4 separate regions of the Mus musculus genome follow, and all the other regions are linked to region 1. Evidence: chromatin contacts called from public promoter capture Hi-C data. All regions are on one chromosome and are shown on one strand. The core of a region is the stretch at or near the end of the contact, and the rest is flanking DNA. Distances in the headings are between cores, read along the strand shown. Region 1 holds the start of Cpox (coproporphyrinogen oxidase). Region 2 holds the start of Tfg (Trk-fused gene). Region 3 holds the start of Tmem45a (transmembrane protein 45a). Region 4 holds the start of Tmem30c (transmembrane protein 30C).

Region 1 (2,561 bases), core at 21-2,520:
CAAGAAATTTGATGATGCAATTTAGTAAGAACTACTGGAAGACTAATCAAATATTCCTTATATAACCCGCCAAAAAACAGTAGGGAGACTCTTGACATAGGGAATCTAGCAGACATAAAGGATCAGTGTTTCTTCTGCCTCTAATAGGGCAGGGACAAATGCACCCAGATGGATAAATAAAAAATGTGTGTGTTGGGGGGGGGGGGGGGGGGAGACGTGTTCAGTAACAAACTGAACATGAAAGCTTCACTTTGCTGCCTGCAGATGTTCTTTAACAAACCTATAGAAAAAAAAGTGCAACTATGAATTGCCAATATTTTCAAGTGACTTGTCCTACATTGTTGGCACCTCTGGGTCCACATCTGCAAGTAGAAAGCGAATGGCTCTCTCAATGTCAGTCATTCAAGTCTGTCCCTTCTGACAGATCACCCCCCACCCCCACCCCCCTGTAAAAACTGTTCTACTTTAAATCCCCAATCCTAAACTGCAACTGGTGCCCAACCAAGAAACAGGAGCTCTCTCCTCACCTTCTTTCCTCTCCCACCGGTCCACAGTGAAGTCGGCAACGCCATCTACCTGCGCCAGTGCCCGACACACCTGAGCCTGGGTCTCCATAATCATCAGCTCCATCTTGGTCTTCATGTCCTCCGGCCTCCTCCGCAGCTCCCGCAGCTCGGTCACCGGCGAGGACATGAAGGTGCTGCAGCGGCGGGCCAGCTCGTCCCCGTCCTCCTCCCGCCGTCCAGGTGAGGGGCTCCGCGCCCCCGAGCTCTTGGGCACCATCTCCGCCCGCTGCACGTGCCCAAAGGCGGCGGCTGCCAGCCCTGCCAACCCCGCCAGCGTCGCGGCCAGCCGGGTCCCCAGCCCGGACCCGCCTCTAGCCCAGGGGCCGTAGCCCAGCCCGCGGCGAGGCTGGGGACCAGCCGTGCCAGGCAGCTGGCAGACGCGGGCGGACGCGCAGCGCGGGGACGCGGCGCGCAGCTGAGCATAGTCGCCCAGCACCGCTCGCCACCAGGGGTCCGAACCCAGGCGGCCCAGCCGCAAGGCCATCTCCCGCCGGGACTGGGCAAATCCGATCCTGCAGACCCACCGGAGCTCCCAGGGTCCTGAGACCCAGACTCCCCAGCACTGCTACGTGGAGTTCGGAAGAGCTGCTGCGAGTGTAGGTCGCAGGCTGCTGGCGGGAGCCGAGGAGGCTGCTGGGAACTGTAGTCCCGTCCTATCGCCTCCTGCACTCGCCTGACCGCTCCCGGAAAGAGCAGATAAGACTGCACCCTGCGCACAGAGGTGGGTCCTGCTGCTCGCACGCGGGCCTCCTGTGCTGCCAGAGGACTGTGGAGGTGCTTGGACTGATAAGATAGGCGCTTTAGTCACGTACACCTTGGATTGCCCTGCTCGCTCACCCACAGTGAGCAAAAGTGGGGTTAGAAGGCTGACGACAAACGGGCAGAAATAACAACTCGGAGACACACCCCTTGTCTTCGTCCTGGCTGTGGGTCTGGAGGATGCACCCTTGTCCCTGTGCTTGGCTTACCCAAAGAGTTCAGGGTAGTGGGCTCCTGAGTAGATCCAGAGAAAATATTCGCACTCCGGTTTACTATCCTGGATCTCTGTTCTTCCCCATAGCCCTACCCGTTGAAAATATGAGGACAGAAGCTCACACATTTAATAGTTTTGTTCCAAGCATATATCATTGCCAGCATTATTTTATAGTATCAGAAGGGCTCATTTGCCCTTTAACTATCCTTGATGATTCTAATTTCTACTAACAAATAATAATCGAGGCCACTGGTTATTCTTTCACAAGCTTCCATTCTGGCTGTAGCAGGAATTGGAGCTCAGTGGGTATGGTTCTGACCGATATGTTCACTCCCCTGCTTCTTACACAAATGCAACCACAAACTACCTGGAGCAGCATGCGTGCTCAGGCCTGGCAGATGTGGCAGGCAAATGAATTCACGAGAAGTGACAAAGCTTGCAGAGGAGAGAAACCCTTAACTTTTAGCTGTAGTGTGCCCTGGCTGGAGGCCGACTTGGAAGAGAAGGAAAGATAAGAATTATCTTTTGGAAGGTTGCCTGGGTCTGGCTGGGCCTCCTGGTGATAAATGAAGCTCTTTAACGAAAAGGAATCTCTCTAATTTTCTGTAAGAAACTTCTCCTTTATGATCCTGCTCTGCTAATGTGAAGCTAGCCAAGAATAAGCCAAATGGGAAATTCAGGAGACTTGCCCAGACAAATAACTAATTGTGTACTTACCCTGAACAAATTGTGTACTAGCTTCCAGCCTGTTTGGATGTCTCTCTCTCCTGTTCTCTGATTCCACCTTAATCTTAATGTACAGTGCTTACTGGAATCCTTAAAAACAAACAAACAAACAAACGGATTTGTATGAGAAAAAAATAAAAGCCACCATCTTCCTAGAAGGGCATAGTGGCACACATATTTAATCCCAGCACTCAGAATGCAGAGTCAGGTAGACCTATATGAATTTGAGGCCACCCTTGTCTACTTAAAGACTTTCAGGATGGCCAGGGCGACATAGTAAGACCCTGTCTCAAAAG
Region 2 (2,561 bases), core at 29-2,528, 2.0 Mb after region 1:
TTTCCAGATTATTCTGGTAATGAGATCTCTGTGTTTCTAGATGTAGATTTTTTTAATAAAAAGTATGCTCAAATTACATCTATAGGCATTGTATGGTTTTTGCACAGATACTATAGGGAACTGTATCCATGTCTAGGACATACGGTATTATAGAAAAGAACATAAAGGAACATAGCAAAAGAACAAATTATAAAGAAAGAAGTCTGTATGAGACCAGAGCACACATCTAAGCTTTCTTCCTGGACACACTTAATTTCTTCCAGCAACAAGTCCCTAAACCATGTGAATAGTCTGCCAGAAGTTACTTGTAAGACTTAGATTGTAGTGTTAGATTATACCACTCCACTTTGCTTTATTTATTTATTTTTCTTCTTCTTCTTGTTAAAGGAGATTACGGGACCCACTGGTTGCTGTGTACTAAGATTCCTGGCACCCAGATTGCAAGCAGATTGAAATGTGTTCAGCGTAAAATACATTTATTCAAACACTTTAGACACAAGGGATGGCTCTTAATAAAGAACAGTGGAAGCATTGTTGAATTCTAGTTGCTCAGACACTAGTCAGGGACCAATGTGTAAGCAGTCTTTTCAAGGGTGAGTCCAAGCCGTGTTTGCTCCTTTGTGACTGAGTCACCTCACTCAGGATGATAATTCTCAAGTTCCATCCATTTAAACACATCCAAAGCAAAAAGAAAACTGAATTTAGGCGAGTGTAGGGTATGGTCAAATCTCTATCCTATAAAAGCCTTCTTGAAGCCTCGGTTTTTACTATCCAAGTTTGTCTTTTGCACCGGTGGGTGTGCCCTCTAAACTCGGATCTTCCTAAATGTTTGGGTAGAGCTTAGCTGGGGAACTGACTCATCCTAGCACTCTTTCGGCAAAGCGTAGGCACTCAATCCTGAATGAATGAATGAATGAACGTGTAGAAAGAAGGCGGAAAAGGGGTTCGTTTTTTCCGAGATGTGACAGACTAGCGCGTAGTCACGACAGCCACAAAGCAACAAGACCCAAACCTTTCTGGACAGATGCCCCACTTCCCCCAGGCTCTCGTAGCAAACCCAGCCCTGCAGACTACGCCCCGCCCACCCAGCAGCCAGACTTAGGAAAGACTGGCTGCCCGGAAAACCGGAAGTGCTGGTAATTCCCTGCGCATGCGTGTCCGCCTCGGCTCGCACTTCCTACACTCGGTCATCCAGTGAGGAAGCCGGGCCGCTCACCCGACGCAGCGGGGTCTTCGCCCGCCCCGCCCCTCACCCACTGCGCATGCGTCCTGACTGGCTTGTGCGCCTGGAGGCGGGGCGCCAGGGCAGTTTTTTTTTTTCTCCCCTTCGCTCCCGCCCCTGCGCTTCCCACCTGCCACGTACGGGACCGTGGCTGTCGCTAGGCTCGTCGGGTGCGTGCGATTGGCCAGCTCTGCGCAGCCTGCAGCTCGGCGAGGCTCGGCGGACGGCGGCGGAGCGGACGGGGTTTGGAAGCCTCCTCTGCGACACCGAGTGAGCCCGCAGCGGCCGGGTCAGCTGAGGTGGACGGCCTCGGCAAGCGGGGTATGTCCGCCGGAGTGAGGCGCGCGTGGCGACTCAAGGAGGAGGTCGGGGGAACCGGGAGGGCCGCAGGGCTTCTGGAACCTCCCAGCGCCGGGTGGGAGGGTGGGGCTGGGGACCGTGGGAAGGGGCTGGGAGGGAGGGCGCAGGGCCCGGGTGAGGCGGACGAGCGGCCCGGCATGGGGGAGGGGCGGCTGGGAGGGAGGGAGGGAGGGGGAGGAGAGGGCGCCCGGCCCGGCCTGACCTGGAGGGCGTTTGGCCCCGCTGATACCCCAAGTCCTGTTCCCTCCGGCCCCAGAGAGTAGAGGGGAGCCTGGGGGTACCTCTTACGGAGGTCGAGAACCAGGGATCGAAGAAGCCTGGGGCGTTTGCTCGGTGCTTCACCCTCTAGAGCAACTTGGAAGGTGGAGGGTGAATCATGGAAGACATAGAAAGGGGGCTTGAGAAAGCCCAAAGCGTTTGTGCCTGATCCCCGGGAGTGGCTTGGACGTTGGAGCGTAGACCTGGAGTTAATCGGTAGATTGAGGACACAGAAAGGAGCCCCATTCGGTCGTACACTCCCGTGCTTAGTGTCCTCTTGGGGCCCTACCCAGTTTTACTGATTACAGTTGCCAACTTTTGTTAAGTTGCCGTCTCTGGGCACGGTAGGGAGAATTGTAGATAGGTAATCTCAAAGATTCTACCAAAGTAGCTTGTTAGGCTCCCTTCGCATGTGCAGAAAGTACGCCGCAGAGAAGAACTTGAGCTCACATAGCTACCAGTGAAAATGGTTACATTCTTGCCATATACACTGCGTGTCATACAGATTTTGAGACCCACTTACAGTTTTAGAATAATCAAGGTTCTTTAAAGAAAGAAAAGAAAAGAGAGAAAGAAAAAATAGAGAAGAAAAAGGAGCCAGTTGGTGGTGGTGCACTCAGGAGTCAGAGGCAGGTGGATTTCTGAGTTCGGGGCCAGCCTGGTCTACAGAACAGCCAAGGCTACCCAGAGAAATCCTGTCTTGGGGAGGCGGGGACAAGAA
Region 3 (2,561 bases), core at 37-2,536, 1.8 Mb after region 1:
GGCAGTAAGCCGGATGTAAAGTGAATAAGTTAAAATATTTTTAAAAAGAAAAAAAAAAGAAAGAAAGAAAGATAACGCTTCACAGTGGTCTAACTTCTTCCTATCATGTCTTGACGTTAATGGTTCCACTTTCTCAGGCTTTAATACATGTCCTCTGTGGACATTCTAGGTGCAGACTGACATCTTCAGCGTCAGTGGATTAGAAGCCAAGCCTATGGCCTCACCATAATGTGGTTCCCTGAATGCTGGGATTTCTAGTGGGTCTACCTTCTGTCAGCCTTCCAGAGTCTCTTCCTTCTGGCTTCTGTAGATGTCCAAGGGGGCCAATTATGTATAGCCATGAGAAACTTGAATCTACATTCCTGCAAACGGAAGCAATCTTTTTTTCTTTTGTGAGGAGCCTGTCCTAGTAGTCAACAAACATGATGTCTGTTGACGGTAATGTATGAAAAGCTAGCTAATCCTTCCTTGATGACCAGCCCATTGTGAAGCAGCTTCCCATGACAGAATGTGCACCACTGAGCACAGATGATTCTGAAAGCTCACCACAGGACACGAATGACTTCATACACAATCAAACATGTTTGGTGCAATTCTACAGTCCTCAGACATCAAAATGAGAGTTCGCGATGTCTTCCCAACCATTACTCCTTTCAGCTGTAAAAGATCCTCAAGCATTTCCTCCCCACCGCCCTTTTCTTTTAAGCTTTTTTTTTTTTTTTTTTTTTTTTTTGCACTCACCCAGGGCTTCTTCACAGAAACGACCACATTTCTGAATAGCTCACGTCTTACTAAAAGGTTCATTATTCCTGAACCTTTATCCCAAAATAGCGCTCTCGGACACCCACTTTTCTTTTGCCAGAGAAGGTGTGGATAGAAAATCTTTGAGGCGGGACTGGACCGCCCATTTGAAGGCGTGGGTACGGTACTTCTCCAACCCCTTCTATTTGGAAATGCCTGCCCCCTTAAGCTACTCATCCTGATTCTTGTCCCAAACGATAACGACCCCCCTGCTTAAACAAACTAGTCCCTTAGAAGGCCTGCCCTCACGGACCAAGGGCAGGGGCAAGCTCTGAGTTCTAGCGACCCTTCCAACTACCCCACCCCAGACCCCACTGCCACGCAGTGCCACATCAGCGACTGCACAGCGCGCCCAGCTAAGTTCCTTTCTAGGATGCGAGTGGCCCAGTGGGTGGAGGCAGATTGAGCCCGCAGGAGTGGCGGGCTGCTCCACCAATCGGCAATCAGAGAGGAGGCTTTGCCTCCAACTGCAACCCCAGTCAGTGCCCCGCCGGGGAAACCAGATGAAGCACATCTGGACAGCTGTGCTGAGAAAGTTTGTGGGCCTCTTCCAGGCCTGCCACCCGCAAGGCACGTCCCCCACGTAGCCTCCTGCTAGCCACTTACTACTTAATTTTTTTTTCCCCAAGAAGCAATAAGCAACCCACGCTTGAATCTTTTTCTCTCCCTCCCCCCCACCCCCCATGTGAGGCGAGGCCACATCACATTCAACACAGTTTAGTTTTCATGGGGCTTTGAGATCAAAAGAACAGAAACAGCAACCAAAGCTCAGCTGCCTTCTGATCCTAACTGACAAAGTGGGGAGAGTAAGGTGTGCGCAAACAGGACAAGTTGGGTAAGTTGTGGAGACTTGGGGACATCTTCCTCCTTGTCCTGCTGAGCTCTCTAGCCTGTGCCTTTGCTCTTCTTGCCAGACTTCTGTTTGTTAAGGGGAGAAAAACATCTCATGCTGGGAAAGACTGTAAGGATATCGGGCTTCTTTCTTTTCTGTTTTTGGGGAAATGTTTGGTTTGCATTTTAAAATTGATGAGGGTTGGAGAGTTGGTGCTCATATAAGATTTCTTGGGAACAAAATTTTGACTGGTGTTTTGTTGTAAACCTTTCTTCATCCTAAAGTTATTCTTCTCGACTTCTTCTCCTTTCTTTTCCTCCCTTCTCCTTCTCCTTCTTCCTCCTCCTTCTCTTCTTCCTCTTCTTCTCCTTCTCTTCCTTCTTCTAACTCTTCTTCATTCTCTTGCTCTTCTTCTTCCTCCTCCCCCTCCTGTCCTCCACTATTTTGATGGATGACTGAGAAAACTCTCTGGTGTATTTAGAATTAACACAACGTTTGACAAATTATTTAAAACTTGAATCTTATAAAGGACTTACTGGATCCTTCACTTAAGTTTGTAGTTGAAAGTGCCAATATCATATCTCAAAGAGGGAGATCTAAATTCCTCTTAGGTTACTAACAAAATAATTAAATAAGTGATAGACCTCTCTGTGTGTCTGCAATCCTATAATTACATACTTAACCTGTTGTTCCATCAAAAATAATATCCACGGTGTTTATTATACGTGCGCGCTTACAGATAGTTCTACTTTATACGTCATGATTTAGCAATGAGGTGGTGGAAAATGCTGACCTGCTGGTGGCTCAAGGCCCATTCCTTCTGAAACATCTATGGTTCCCTCTGCCTGAGTAATGTTCCGAAGTTCAGAGTTCTGTTGCATGCTGGTTACTGTTTGGGGAAGATTTGACTCAAGTAGATCTTTAGCTT
Region 4 (2,561 bases), core at 17-2,516, 1.4 Mb after region 1:
GGACACTTAGTGGGTAGAAGCCAGGGATGCAGCTAAATATTCTGTGCTACCCAATAGAGAGCCAACTATCAATGTTGTTGTTGTTAAGGAACCTTGTTTATTAAGAAACAAAGCGTATGAAGTGTATTTTCTTTTTTTTTTTAAGATTTATTTATTATATGTAAGTACACTGTAGCTGTCTTCAGACACACCAGAAGAGGGTGTCAGATCTCATTACAGGTAGTTGTGAGCCACCATGTGGTTGCTGGGATATGAAGTCGGGACCTTCAGAAGAGTAGTCAGTGCTCTTACCCGCTGAGCCATTTCGCCAGCATGAAGTGTATTTTCAAGCATAAGTTGTATTGCATAAAATCAGGTTTGAGGTTCACTCCATGAGATAGAACCCATACTTGAAACTGCTAAAGTCACCAAGAATCTGAGACTAGGTAGGCCATGGGCCCTAGGGGAAAACCTATTGCTATTACTCTAAAGGAACATAGCAATAAAGTCACTCCTAATAACACCCTGCTAGCAATTGGGGGAATTTGTTTTGTTGTTATTGTTTCTGTGGGCTTTTTGTTTCATTTTGATATTTTTTTTGTCAGTATTAGATTTTTGTTTTTTGAGAGAATATGAGGTTGTATGGTTAGGGTGTTAGGGAGGAGTTGGGGGGAAAGAGTGTGATCAAAATATATAATGTAAAAAAATAATTAAAAAAATCAAAAATTTTTAAAAAGTGAATATAATAGGTAGATATAAAATGTGTTTCTGGTTTATCTCTCTTAAGAATACTGCCTCTGAAAAGTTTGCACTTACTGCATATGATGAGATTTTTTTTTTAGATTTTATTTATTTTTTTGTATTAGTACACCATCATTATCATCAGATACACCAGAAAAGGGCATCAGATCCCAATACATAATATGATTGTGAGCTACCATGTGGTTGCTGGGAATTGAACTCAGGACCTCTGGAAGAGCAGTCAGTGCTCTTAACTCCTGAGCCATCTCTCCAGGCACCATATGGTGAGATTTTAATTGTCTACTTGGCTGAACCACATGGTGCCAGAGAGTTGGTGAGGCACAACTCTGTGTGGTTGTCTATGATGAGAGTAACATTTAAATCAATGGACTTAATTAAAGCAGATTGCCCTTCATAATGTGAGTGCGGTTCATCCCTTCCTTTAAAGACCTGAACAGATAGGCTGTCCCCTCCCTTTCTCCCAGTAACAGAATTCTAACGGAAAAACTGGCTCTTCCTAAGGTTATACCAGTCTCTTGGTCTTCAGAACTCTACTGGGACACTGGCTGGACTCTGCAGATTGGGACTTCACCTCTATACTTGTGTGAGACCATTCCTTATATAATATATATTTATGTATCTAGAGATTTTATTTCTTGGAGAGCCAGGACTAATACACTGCCTGTGAAACTCTGTAGTTTGCCACCTTGTCTTATAAGAAGGCTAAGAAATGCTGTTCTTAATGGTTCGTTCTATAGATAACTCTCTTACGGAGCATTAGCTGTTCCAACATGGGACCAGGGACTTGTGTCACAAACGTGCCTGATGCCTTGTGAGACAGTTTTGCACACATAATCTAATCTTGGGTCTATTGCTGCCCAAGCCCTTAGCCAGGCTCATTTAACAACAGTTTATAGATGTTGACTGCAAGTGTTCCCTGACATCTCACACAGTGGGCAGCAGCAGCCTGGCTGTCAGCACTTGCAGGTCAGATTCAAATTTGCATCTGAACTCTTCCAGGAGTAATTCGCTTTTGTTTTGCTTGTTTTGCAAGTATAAAGGTTGATACTGAATTGGAAATCTACTGTATGCATTTGCATTCTCTTGATATTCTTTTAAATCCCGCTACATTTGTCATTGCCTCCTCTCTCTCTCTCTCTCTCTCTCTCTCTCTCTCACACACACACACACACTATGGCTTCTCTGCCTACTTTATAAAAGTCTTAGTCTGTATCCTCTGGCATTTTTAAATGAATAATTATAGATTGTTTATAGCCATCACAGAAAACCCTCAGAACAGAGCCAATGCTGTACGGCAAGGCTGAGTATCTGATAATACTTCACTAACCTACAACAAGTAGATCAAAGAGAGCTTAAGAAAGACTTTTTCTTTCAAGATTTTTAATTTTATGTTATGAGTATGAATATTTTGCCTGAGTAAATGTCTGTGCACCGTGTGCATGTAATGGCCAAGAAGGCCAGAAGAGGGCATCGGATCCCCAGGGACTGGAATTATAGACAGCTGTGAACCACCCTATGGGTGCTGGAAATCAAACCTGAGTCCTCAGGAAAAGCAACCAGTGCTCTTAAACACAAAGCTATCTCTCCAGCTGCAAAACGAGATGTTGTGATCTACGTGTTCTGCCTGGGTCTTTCTTGTGTAAGAAAAAAGAAAGCAAACAAAACAAAAAAGAAAGCTGTTGGGCTGGAGAGATGGCTCAGTGGTTAAGAGCACTGACTGACCTTCTTAAAGGTCCCAAGTTCAAAACCCAGCAACCACATGGTGGCTCACAACCATCCATAACAAGATCTGACTCCCTCTTCTGGTGTGTCTGAAGACA

Evidence for each region. Promoter capture Hi-C pulls out the DNA fragments that hold promoters and counts their contacts.
Region 2: a contact with region 1 is called in a promoter capture Hi-C map of liver, with 3 times the contacts expected there. The contact joins the promoter of Tfg here to the promoter of Cpox in region 1. A contact is called at or near these places in 8 of 39 promoter capture datasets (the 3T3-L1 cell line, fetal liver, hematopoietic stem and progenitor cells and 3 more), 2 of 484 Hi-C or Micro-C datasets (B cells and pre-B cells), 2 of 115 datasets of contacts at active chromatin or transcription factors (fetal liver and microglia) and 2 of 9 other capture datasets (adipose tissue and liver).
Region 3: a contact with region 1 is called in a promoter capture Hi-C map of hippocampal neurons, with 2.8 times the contacts expected there. The contact joins the promoter of Tmem45a here to the promoter of Cpox in region 1. A contact is called at or near these places in 2 of 39 promoter capture datasets (the 3T3-L1 cell line and hippocampal neurons).
Region 4: a contact with region 1 is called in a promoter capture Hi-C map of hippocampal neurons, with 6 times the contacts expected there. The contact joins the promoter of Tmem30c here to the promoter of Cpox in region 1. A contact is called at or near these places in 2 of 39 promoter capture datasets (embryonic stem cells and hippocampal neurons) and 1 of 9 other capture datasets (adipose tissue).

The regions. Positions count from the first base shown.
Region 1 is chr16:58,668,917-58,671,477 of GRCm38.p6, reverse strand. Cpox (coproporphyrinogen oxidase) reads right to left here and starts at 1,270. Exons shown (of 7, transcript NM_007757.2): 1 at 528-1,270. The coding sequence starts at 1,050.
Region 2 is chr16:56,716,167-56,718,727 of GRCm38.p6, reverse strand. Tfg (Trk-fused gene) reads left to right here and starts at 1,278. Exons shown (of 8, transcript NM_019678.3): 1 at 1,278-1,543.
Region 3 is chr16:56,884,888-56,887,448 of GRCm38.p6, reverse strand. It overlaps Tmem45a (transmembrane protein 45a), which reads left to right and starts at 1,286. Exons shown (of 6, transcript NM_019631.3): 1 at 1,286-1,636.
Region 4 is chr16:57,291,556-57,294,116 of GRCm38.p6, reverse strand. Tmem30c (transmembrane protein 30C) reads left to right here and starts at 1,266. Exons shown (of 8, transcript NM_027651.1): 1 at 1,266-1,322. The region is part of intron 3 of Gm26800 (a long non-coding RNA gene); the gene reads right to left.